Regions from separate parts of the Mus musculus genome. Here region 2 is linked to region 1. A link is a contact called in public HiChIP or PLAC-seq data. All regions are on one chromosome and are shown on one strand. The core of a region is the stretch at or near the end of the contact, and the rest is flanking DNA. Distances in the headings are between cores, read along the strand shown.

Evidence for each region. HiChIP or PLAC-seq counts read pairs in DNA pulled down with a chosen protein or histone mark.
Region 2: a BATF HiChIP or PLAC-seq map of CD8 T cells shows a contact between it and region 1, with 28 read pairs. The contact joins two enhancer-like sites. A contact is called at or near these places in 3 of 15 datasets of contacts at CTCF or cohesin (CD8 T cells, the G1E-ER4 cell line and the NIH/3T3 cell line), 34 of 484 Hi-C or Micro-C datasets (CD4 T cells, CD8 T cells, DN3 thymocytes and 19 more), 14 of 115 datasets of contacts at active chromatin or transcription factors (CD8 T cells, DN3 thymocytes, bone marrow-derived dendritic cells and 9 more) and 1 of 9 other capture datasets (embryonic stem cells).

The regions. Positions count from the first base shown.
Region 1 is chr13:45,847,541-45,852,819 of GRCm38.p6, reverse strand. Atxn1 (ataxin 1) reads left to right here. Exons shown (of 8, transcript NM_009124.6): 3 at 364-492. Among named protein-coding and RNA genes, the nearest start is that of Atxn1, 110 kb to the left of the region's middle. Within about 2 kb of position 1,894, at least 85 of the 459 cell types and tissues checked have an H3K27ac peak or open chromatin away from gene starts, as enhancers often do. A contact at or near this core is called in CD8 T cells, DN3 thymocytes, Th1 cells and 8 more, where this site is marked.
Region 2 is chr13:45,920,601-45,926,508 of GRCm38.p6, reverse strand. The region is part of intron 2 of Atxn1 (ataxin 1); the gene reads left to right. Among named protein-coding and RNA genes, the nearest start is that of Atxn1, 41 kb to the left of the region's middle. Within about 2 kb of position 1,713, at least 79 of the 459 cell types and tissues checked have an H3K27ac peak or open chromatin away from gene starts, as enhancers often do. A contact at or near this core is called in CD8 T cells, DN3 thymocytes, Th1 cells and 8 more, where this site is marked.

The DNA of each region.
Region 1 (5,279 bases), core at 645-3,144:
TTCTTTCTGTCTGTCTGTCTGTCTTTCTTTCTCTCTCTCGCTCTCTCCTCTCCTCTCCTCTCCTCTCCTCTCCTCCTCCTCCTCCTCCTCCTCCTCCTCCTCCTCCTCCTCCTCCTCCTCCTCCTCCTCCTCCTCCTCCTCTTCTTCTTCTCTCTCTCTCTCTCTCTCTCTCTCTCTCTCTCTTTCTTTCCAGTATTTTAGGGTACCACTGTAGAGAGGATGTGTGATAGCTTTGTTCAGGTGGCTGACAAGCTTGTTTGACATATAAGATAGACATTGAGAACACCCAGGGATTTCCCCTGCATCATCACCAACTGCTTGAAGTGGCATTTTCCACTCTGACTTGCTGTTTGGTTTTGTTAGATTGCAGCATCCTGGAACAGAATGAAAGGATCTGTGTTGAAACAGCTACAGTAGGGTTACAGTAGACCCTGAGAAAAACAGAGTGGACTTCAGCCTGCACGGATGAGCTTGAAGCAGGAATGGTTTGGGGTAAGTCATCCCTTCGGGGTTGGTATTTGCATTTATTTAGATTTCTTGTGGAGTATTTACATATGTGCTAGGATATTTGAGTGAGTAAGATGCATAGCTATTTTTTCCTCCATAGCTCAAGCAATAAGACTTCAGGGTAAGACCCTTGTAGGTAGGGAAAATGAAAAAAACAAACAAACATCAAACCAACCAAACAAATAATAGCAACAACAAAAATGCAGGTGACCACCCAACTCTACACACAAACAATAAATAATGTGTGTGGTCTGTAGGTCCTATTTTAGCCAAACTCATAAGGGATTAATGAGTCATACAGAGGAGGTCTACTTATCTGGTGATACCCTAATACAATACTGTAAGCAGCACTGGAGCAGGCAAGGTAGAGAGCTATCATCAGTAGTTTCCAGACCGCATTCAACAAGTGCTTCCTGTGTAACTTGTAAACGTGGGGTACAGTGTGGTCAGTTGAAAGAAGTATACAGTGTGTGATTTGTGATCAGGGTAGTTAGAATTTTCTTCATAACTTTTGGTCTGTTCTCATGTTGGCAACCTTTTGGTTCTCCCTTCCATTTTCCTCTAAAATTTATAATATGTTGTTGTGAAATATAGCGACCATCCTGGCCGTAGAATGTAGACTTTGGTCATTCTGTTTATTGGTGTTCTTGGTCCCCTGAGTGACAACCTTGGCCCGAGTTACAGTCTAAAAATTCCAAGCTTTAAATACATATTTTTAAAAGATACAAACTATATACTAAAACAATATAGGTTCCTCGGGATGTCTTTTTGGCTTTATTCCTGGAAGCAATCCTCAGATCGGAGCTTGTCTCCACCTATGGTGGAGGGCATTGGGAGAGCATAGTACTTGCTATGACTGGCCTGTAAAAGTGCATGGACCCTATTGATCTCCCTGGCCTCCTGCAGATTGAAAACTCCATGTCTTCTGGTACAGTTATGTAACCGTGGTCTCCCATTCTCCCTGGTGGAATTCATTGTGTGCCTGGGGCAAACTATCATTTGCAGGGAGTTAGGGAGGTCAGCCTATGTGCAAGTGTAGAAGAGAAGGTCCAGTCCCCAAGGGACTCATCTCTATTGTCTTTCGGCGAAGCAGGACTTTCAGACTTGGTGGTTAATAATTTAATTCCCTTGTGACATTAATAAGGGAGTGTTTCATGAATTTTCTATTAAAATAAACAAAGCAAGGGTCTTCTAAATTCTTGTCCTTCTTTTTTTTCTCTCTCTCTTTCTATTGAGGTCCCAGATTTTTATCACTGTGTGACAGACTGTCTGAGTAGAAGCCCTTTCACTCCATGGAGCCTCAAATCTTTGTTGTCCATTGAGAAGGAGGTTCTGGTTTTTCTTTCTAACTAAACATCTCCTTCCTGAAAGCTGAGCTGTGAGCAGCAGTTAGAATGATGGTCACATGTCATTCTTGTTAGCAGCTGGCTGTCTGCCTCAGAGTGGCACATTATTTGGGTTTCATAACAGCATTTTCTCTCTCTAGCAAAATGTTAAATGATAAGGAGCAGGAAACCGCATGAGTTCTGCAGAGTGGCACTGTAGACTGGGTGTGATTTGGAGAAACCAGGTTATGACTGTCCCTGGGGAGAGTGTCCTTCCTGTCTGGTTCCTATCCTAGCCCCTATCTCTGCCCCCTATATGTCTACTGTGTACAGTGGGCCATCATGAATCACAAACCTGCTGAAGACATTTGCTCGGGGTTACCTATGGACCAGGCTTGCCCTCCAGAACCCAGGCTCTCATTTATAAGTTCTGCCTGAGTTCTCAGACAACTACGGAAACCCTTTTGATGAATGCCTGTGACCCTCGGGCACTACCTAGACCTGTGTGTTTTCTGGTACCCCATTTAGGTTGCAGCCTGCTGTAGGACAGGACCCATGTCACAGTCCAGTGTTTCTCAATGGTGGTCTCATCTCAGGATCTCCTGCATCTGACTCACCAGGATGTGGTTATTAAAGTCAAAGACACAGTGACACCAGGCTGAAGGAATCAGAATTTCTGGGGGTGGGGGTGGGGGGATGGGGAAGCTCGCATGGCTTGCTCCACCTAAACTCTCTGCCTACTGGGGTTTCAAACAAGTGTCTAGAGACTAATATGAATATTCCCCTTGTCCAGCTTCAGGTCTGAGTACAATGAAGATCCCAATGCAATGCTCCCTTATTGATCTAAGCAACATTCACCATGAGAGTCACATTTACCTTTTGATTTATCAGTTTTTAATGACAAAAATTGAGGGATCCTATCCGCCTTTTGGGGAATAGGAAGTCAGTATATATAAGCTCTCAGAAACCCAGTTCCAACTAAACTCACAAAGCACCCTCTACCCCAGGCCAGAGGCTCTTGGAAAACACTTATGTCTCTTTCTTCTGTCCCTTGTAACAGCAGCAGATCCTTCTGGGGTCTGGTATCAGGGCACATCTGCTCTGTGCTAGGCAGCTGGAGGAGCCACAAAAGAGCCGCCAACTCCCAAGGCCATATCAGCTGCCCTCAGCACTTGATGCTGAGGTGTTATCTCCTTCAGCTGTTAGGACTTTCAGGTGGTCAGTGTGCATGGTAGGAGAGCCATCCTGTTATGGAAAGAGACGATGTTAAGCCCCAGTGGCCCCACGGTGGCAATGGCAGAGTCTGGGTTCAAGTCTGATGTTAACAGATTACGATGGTGACATTTGGCTCTTCTTTCTTCCTTATGCTTTGCTACCCATCCTGGAACCCTGGGGGCAGTCAACCACCTTTGCTTGATTCCAAAGAAATCTGTGGTGTCTATCTATGCTTCTGGCAGAACTCCTCAGTGGTTTGTATGCAGCCCTGGTGGATGAGTATAACAGAAGAACTTATAATGCCCTCTTTGTTCTATGAATATCTGGTGTGTGTATGTGTGTGGGGGTACATTGTGATGGGCGAATCTGTTAAGATAGATAACCATTGCTGACTGGCTATTGAGATAAGTAGACTTGGTTTCTCCTACTATCTGTTCTGAGGCTGAACACATCTGTGAACATGTATACATGCAAAACAACCTACTCCAATGGCGTCAGATGGGATCAGTCCTGCGGCACTGCCTAAGTCACAAGTTAGGTTGTTTCACACAAGGGCTCCTGGCCCACCAGACATAAAGCAGGGTTCCTTGCACCATCTCCCTGGGTTTGAATGAGTTTGCTAGATTGAGTCACAGATTTCTAGGAAATACTTTTCTTTACTGTAATAACACTTCTGTGTACCACTGCTGAATTGTACTGTCATGTTATAAATGGCATTGCAAAGAAGAGGGTGGATGTTAGAGTGAAGAGCTGTGTGGGGAGGGAGGGAGGGAAGGAGGGAGGGAGAGAGGGAGGGAGGGAGGGAGGGAGGGAGGGGGGACGGCGCAGAGTCTCAGCATTCTCTGGGTGGGCTAACCTACAGTATCCTCCTCTGGGTGGGCTAACCTACGGTATCTTCCTCAAACTCTGCCCTTCGAGTTTTTATGGAAGCCTCACTGTATAAGCATTCTTCTAACCTCATTGGCCACAGAAGATCAGCTTAGTACTCAGCTCCTCTGAGATTGGGAAGTGGGCTAAATATCTAACCTTGGTGTTTCCCATATTGAAGCTGTGTGGACATCAAATCAATTAATTCCTGTATCAAAGGACATTGATTATGTCTAAGAGTTTTAAATGTTGTAAGCCAGGAAAAGGAGACAACGAGCAAAGGTACATCTCACGATATCATCATTTACTAAATGCATCTCATTGGTTTTCAATGCTGGTGTTGTGCAACAGACCCATAATCCCAGTGTCTAGGAGACTGAGACAGAGATTGTCTGGGCTGTCTAGTTAAGATCAAGTTTAAATTTTTTCTGTTAAACAATCTTTTCTTTTCTTCACCTATTACATGGCCACAGTTTTGCCTGCAGAAGGCAGGCTGTTCATGGATTCAGTTTGTGTGAGAAGATGCACTCAAGTATGATGTTGTAAAAGTATACACTCCCAGGTGTCCCATTACAGCTTTAGTTTTGGTGCTGGGATAGAGTCAGGGATGGTGCACACGTTAAACAGGTATTTTGCCACGGAGATACACCGTTCTGACCTTTCATTCAGTCTAGGAGATTAGAAAGGGAAAAGGCGAAACAGGATAGATTCTCCTCTTATTCTCTAAGTATGGGCAAATGGGCATGGGCTCCCAAAGCAAGACTAATGGCAGATGAGACTCTGAGTGTGAATTTCATGGAGCCCTGTCTGGACTTCTCTGAGTGGCTTTTTTCATTCCAGTGGGCGTAGGTGTGAGAGCTCTGATGCAGAAGAGAAGTGCCCTGGTTGCCCTCTGTAGGACAAAATGTAAAGTTGTTTGCATACATACACTTAAGCTTTTCTTAAAAGGCTCTCAGGTAGAAGAATCACCAATTAAAGAAAATGTAAACTGTGGGGTTTTATTCTCCTATCAGATGATTTGAGAAAAGGTCTGACTGTGTGTAGCCAGCAGTGGGTGGCCTAGAACTCATTGTGTAGACCTTGCTGGCCTCAGACTTACCCATCTACATCTGACTCCCAAGTGACAGAACTGTAGATGGGCACTACCATAGCTAGCTAGCATGCCTGAGTTGGAGGTCTTTAATGGTACATGGAATATTTCCTTCTTAGAAGCCACATTTCTTTATATGTGGGCAAAAGAAAAGCCAATCTTATAAGCAGAGCACCTGCCCAGTTAGTACCCATATGGCTCAGGTCATTTGCCACAAAACAGCCTTGATATTTGTCCAATTTCCAAGCAGAGCTCATCATAGGTACTTCTTTGGG
Region 2 (5,908 bases), core at 464-2,963, 74 kb before region 1:
ATAATTTACTTAATTTTCTGGGGCCTGGGGCGGCAGGGGGCAGGGGGTGGGGGGCAGACTCAGCCATGTCTATAGCATCTTTGTACATCAGCGCGGTGACTTTGTAATTGAGGAGGAGTCTTAATAATAAGTCACTATGATTTTAATTCTATTCTTGTTTTCTGGAAAGAAAAGGTATTCATAATATTTATCAGTCTGGACCAAAAAGAAAGGGTCTAATTACACTCGACATGGCTTGAACTCCGGGGAAACCCATCCGACATGGAACTCTGCTATGAAGTGATTCTGTGACGCACACAGACGTCCTATCAGTTTGCTTTTTAAAAACGATGACGGAGGGAAATAATGCAGTGGGTATAGTGCCTGCCATTTAAGCGTAAGGACCAGGCTTTGATTTCCCCAGCACCCACTTAACGGTTAGGCATGGAGGCATGTGCCTACAGTCTCAGTTTAGCACTAGAGACGAGGATACAGGCAGCTTTCTGGAAGCCTTTGACTGACCTGCCTAGTGCCAGGTTCCGTGAGAGGCCTTGGTTCAGAAATTAAGGGGGAGGCGATTGAGGAGGACATCTGAGGGCGATGTACGGCCTCTCTACACCTGTGTGCACACAAATATACGTGTGCACCCCCACACGTTAACGCACAGGCACACACGTTGCCTCAGCGCCATTAAGATATTCGTTATCAAGAGCTTTCAGTATCAGTGGATTTAATTGTGATTTTTTTTTTTCTCCCTAACTTTTTAACAGTCAAGAGTAAGCGATGCTCCATCCTCAGGCTTCAGCTTAATACGAAACTCTACATGTGTCCAGAAGGTCACATGTACGCCTGTCATGTCTGCGTTTTAAGGAGGCTGTGATGCTTAGTTTTTAGCAACATCATAATCTAGTTACCTGGGAAGACGGAACCCCAGTTGAGAAATTGCCTCCATAGATTGGCCCACATGTGTATGTGAGGAGCATTTCCTTAATTGCTAACTGGTGTAGGATGGCCCATCCCCCCCTGTGGGCAGGGCCATCCCTAGGTGGGAGGGTCTAAGCAGTACAAGAGGTGGAGCTAAACAAGCCAGAGGAAGCAAGCAAGTAAGCAAAATTCCTATACTGTCTCTGCTTCAGTATCTGCCTCCAGGTTTCTTCCTTGAGCTCCTGACATGGAAGTGTAAGCCAAATCAACCCTTTCTTCCCTGTTGCTCTGGTCGGGTGTTTTTTGTTTGTTTGTTTGTTTTTTGTTTTTTATCACAGCAACAGAAGCCTAACTCCGAGCAGAGGGGACCTTGGAATGGGGCATGCGGAGAGATAGGAGCTTGCTTCTTTTGCCAGTCATTCCCACCATGTGCTGGTGTTCTCGCGTTCTTGGCTTGGAGGAAATTGAAAATGCCCGTATTTATTGAGTCCTTCTGTATAGGAATGCTTACGTTTAACTTAAATGTTCTGCTAGCGCCTTTTCTGTTAAACTCAGCAGGGAGGAATGGAACAAATAAGAGTCAGCCTTGTGGGGAAGATGCCTTCTCATACCTGGGTATAGATGCTGTTGTAGGAGAGAAGGAGGCAGTAGGTTCTAGCTAAGTGCTTACAAGTGCAAGTCACGACTGATCTCAGCAACCCCAGAAAGGGAGAAAAACTTGAAAACCATTTCTGAGACTATTTCAAACAAGGTGACTGTCGAAATCTGGCTTCTGATGCAAACTAGATTGAGCTGCTTTGGGGCTGCTTTCATCTGTACATATTTGCCCCGACTTGAACGGGAAAGCGGTTTCCTGAGCCTCCATCTCTTTAGCGGTGAGTCATTTCCCATGTTGTTGAGGCATTTTTCTAGCCTTTTTTTTTTTTTTTTCTGTGTATAGTTCAAGCTTTTCTTTGGCTGTTTTGACTCCTTTAGAAGCTCACAGTAACACATTAACAATCACACTCCTCGTGTAGTAACTAGAATAATAAACAACAGTTGGGGAAGCCCCAGTCAACAGCTCACAGACTTGGGAAGGCTGTGGAGGAGTCTGAGACCAATAGATCCAAGTAAAGTAAACCAATCAACGGACAGAGAGAGAATGGGATGGGGAGAGAAAGGAGAATCACGTTTTTTTCTCATAGCCATGTTTCAAGTGATCTCGTTATAAAACTACATCGATAGACTCTTGCTTTCTTGGCTGTTTATCTGATCCAACTGTCTTCAAGTGGACCATAATGTAAGTAGCAAGTATGACATTAAAATAAGGTGTCTTGTTTCTTTGAGAATCTCATGTTAGTGTGGACTTTTGGCTATTTTGATGTTTCTCTGGGGACACAGGGACTAACAACAAGGAGAGGCCTTGGTGGGATCCCCACAGCTCTGTGACTGATTGCTGTCCCTTCAAACCCTGGAGTCTACGTAAGGCTGGTGTCTGAATGGTTGGCTCTGATGTCTGCATATGGCCGGGGTCTGGATGGGTGTCCTGTGGAAATCTGTAAGCCGGAAGGTTGTGTACAGAGAGCCCCCTGTTTTTTTGCTCTGTTCAAGGGGTTGCTTGTTCTAGTCGAGTGTGCTGTCTCTGGGGAATGGATATGATGAGAGACCACGGTCACAAAAGGTGTCACTGCTTCCTACTGTGCAATCTTGGAAGTAAGCCCATGGTCCTAATGGTTCCACTGGTTAAGGGCATCTACAGGGCTGGAAACGGGGCTCAGTCAGTAAAGTGCCTGCCATACAGGCATGAGGACCCGAGTTTGGCTCCTTCAACTTCTTGTTTAAAACCAAACCAAACCAAACCAAACCAAACCAAAACAAAACAAAACAAAACAAAACTTGGCAGTGTGCACCTACAATTCCACTTCCGAGGAAGCAGAGACAGGAGAATTCCTAGGGGTTCAGGGCTAGTCAGTCTATCTGAATCAGAACTTGAGGGTCAGTGAGAGATCCTGCCTTTTAAAAATAAGTACAAGAGTGCAGAGCAATGTAACGGACAGAAAATGATCCCTGGTTCCTCTGTGCACCTGAGCATGCATGCATGTGCACACACACACACACACACACACAGATACTCATACACACTCAAACACACAGTGCACATATACACACATACACTCACACACACTCACACACTTAAACACACATACCACACACACATACTATACACTCACTCACACACTCACACCACATACTCTCTTTCTCCCTCTTACGCACACACCACACACACACTCACATACACACACACACACCATACACACTCAAACACACAGTACACATACACACACATACACTCACACACACTCATGCACACTCAAACACACATACCACACACTCACTCATACACACTCAAACACACATACCACACACACAGACTATACACTCATTCACACACTCACACCACACACACTCTCTCTCCCTCTTACAGACACACCACACACACACTCACATACACACACACCACACACATACACCACATACTCTCTCTCTCTCCCTCTTACACACACACCACACACACACTCTCATACACACATGCACACACACCACACACACTTTCTATTTCTCTCTCTCTCTCTCTCTCTCTCTCTCTCTCTCTCTCTCTCTCTCACACACACACACACACACACACACACACACACACACGGCAGCGGGGCTCTGAGACTTCATGATTTTTTTTCTTTCAGTTTATACTGAGGAATTGGGCATAGTCACCGCCCCCATTTCAGCTTCTCATGAAGTCTGTCCATATTTAGACAAACTGCCTCACTGCACTTAAGACAGTAGAGCCCTTAGCTCACCTGCCTGGAGGAGCTGATGGAGCAAAACCTCAGACTGAGCCTTGTGACTCACGGACTTAAATGCTGTTACCATGAGAAGACTCTTTTGAGTATGAAGTCATTGTGCTTGAGGTTCCTTTGAGCTGCCCTCAGAGGCTCTTTCATGAGCCGCACTAGAACCGACATGCTTTGGTTTGATGCGGAGAAACATGAGAGTTTTTTTTTTTTTTTTTTTTTTTTAAAAAAAAGGTCAGGAACTTGAGTTTGAACCGTTGCCAGCAGCTTTCGGATGGTAGAAACGTTATCCCGTGATAAATATTTAGTGAAGCTACTTGGCTCATGGGTTTTTTTAAAATGGCTTTTGGGTTCAGGAATTTTGAAAAGTCAGAGATTCTTTGTAATTCAAATTTCCTTCTAAGGAAGGCCGTACACTGTTATTAATTTAAATATATATATATACACTTAGAAGTTAAAATTGTGTAATTATCTTAATGCTTTGGAGAGATTCTTTTGTGACTAAACATTGGAACTTCTTCTGTTGAATGCAGGGAATTTGTCCAGAAAAGCTTAAGGAAATTTAGCCTACGCAGTGCAGTTTGCTCGACATCTAAGTAAAAGACTCAGCTGCAGGGGTCATAAATAACACAACTCTATTTTATCTATGAAAGATGGTGTTTGCGTTCGGTCTCTTCATTCTTTTCTTTAGGATTAAATAATAATTGCAGCTCACTTCTTGGGCTTGATTTATAGTATGAACTTACATGCATGCTGACTGTATGAAATTGAACTCGTTTTAACTATCCAAGGAAGGTTGTTTGAAAAAAAGATGATAACCATCATTTTTTATAGCGTGTAAATGTCTGGAGATTCTTAAAGCAAGAGCCAAGATGATAATACCATATGTCATTGCCTCTGGAAATAATTCCTGCTCCCACTACACACACACACACACACACACACACACACACACACACACACACACACACACCTTGCAGGAACTCAGGCTCTGTAGTAGAAAGACTTTGAAAAACAGGACAATCAATGGCTTGCATTCCATAGTAGAATTCTCCCTTATTTCTAAGAAGTTTGCATAAATGTTTCCTGGAGTATTTATATATATATATATATATATATATATACCAACAAATAAGGAGTGTGTGTATGTGTGTGTGTTTATGTGTGTGTGTATGTGTGTGTGTTTATGTGTGTGTGTGTTTATGTGTGTGTGTTTATATATTTGTGTGTGTGTGTGTGTGTATGTGTGTGTATTTATGTGTGTGTATGTGTGTGTGTGTGTGTCTGTGTGTGTGTGTGTGTGTGTACAGGAGGCCTGAAGTTCACATAGGCTGCTTTCCTTGTTCTCTCTCCACTTTACATGTTAAGGACACAGGGTCTTCTACTGAACTCAGAGCTCACTCTTTAAGATAGTCTGGATCGCCACCGTTCTGGGGATTCCTGTCTCCACAAGGTCCCAAGATCTTTGGAAACTGTATCCCCAGTACCTCCAATGTCCGGATGATTGTTCTAGGGCAAAAGTAGTCAGTTCAGTGAGATTTTTCAAAGGATTTTCTGTCTCTCAGACAGCCTGTAAGAACCACTCACTGAGAACCAAGACGCAGAGCTGCCTGAGAATACCTACTCGGAGAGATGCCGATGCAGACCTAATTACAGGAAGGAAGCCATCAGTCAGTCACCTTTTCATACAATTAAAAATGACAGGGCATGACCTTGTTATGAACGACTTAGGTTGATGTTGCAGACATACCCGGTGCACCATGAAAACATATTGTTTTGAAAGAATGGATGAAATAATTTGGGGGGTGCCTATTACCCACACTTCGGAGTGATGAGATGCTACACCTGGGAGCAGCTCCTGGCTTTTATTTTGAGATTGCTCAGAACAAGACTATGAGGAACCTTTAGGGAAGCACATGGCAGGATGGCTTGGAGAGGAACCACCATCTTGAGTTAGCCCATCTTCTTGGCATGAATGAAGAGGTTTGTGGGGCAGAGCTGACTTAGAAAGGAGGAGGTGGCTATTCTCCCCCCACTCCCAAACCTGGTCAGCTTCCTAGACATCAGCAGAGAGTGATGGGCAACTGCAGATACAGCTGGAGAAGGCCATGGTGTCTAGCTCTGGCTCTGACACTACAGGCAGAGTGTCTTGCCTACAGAAGGTCCTGAGAACTATT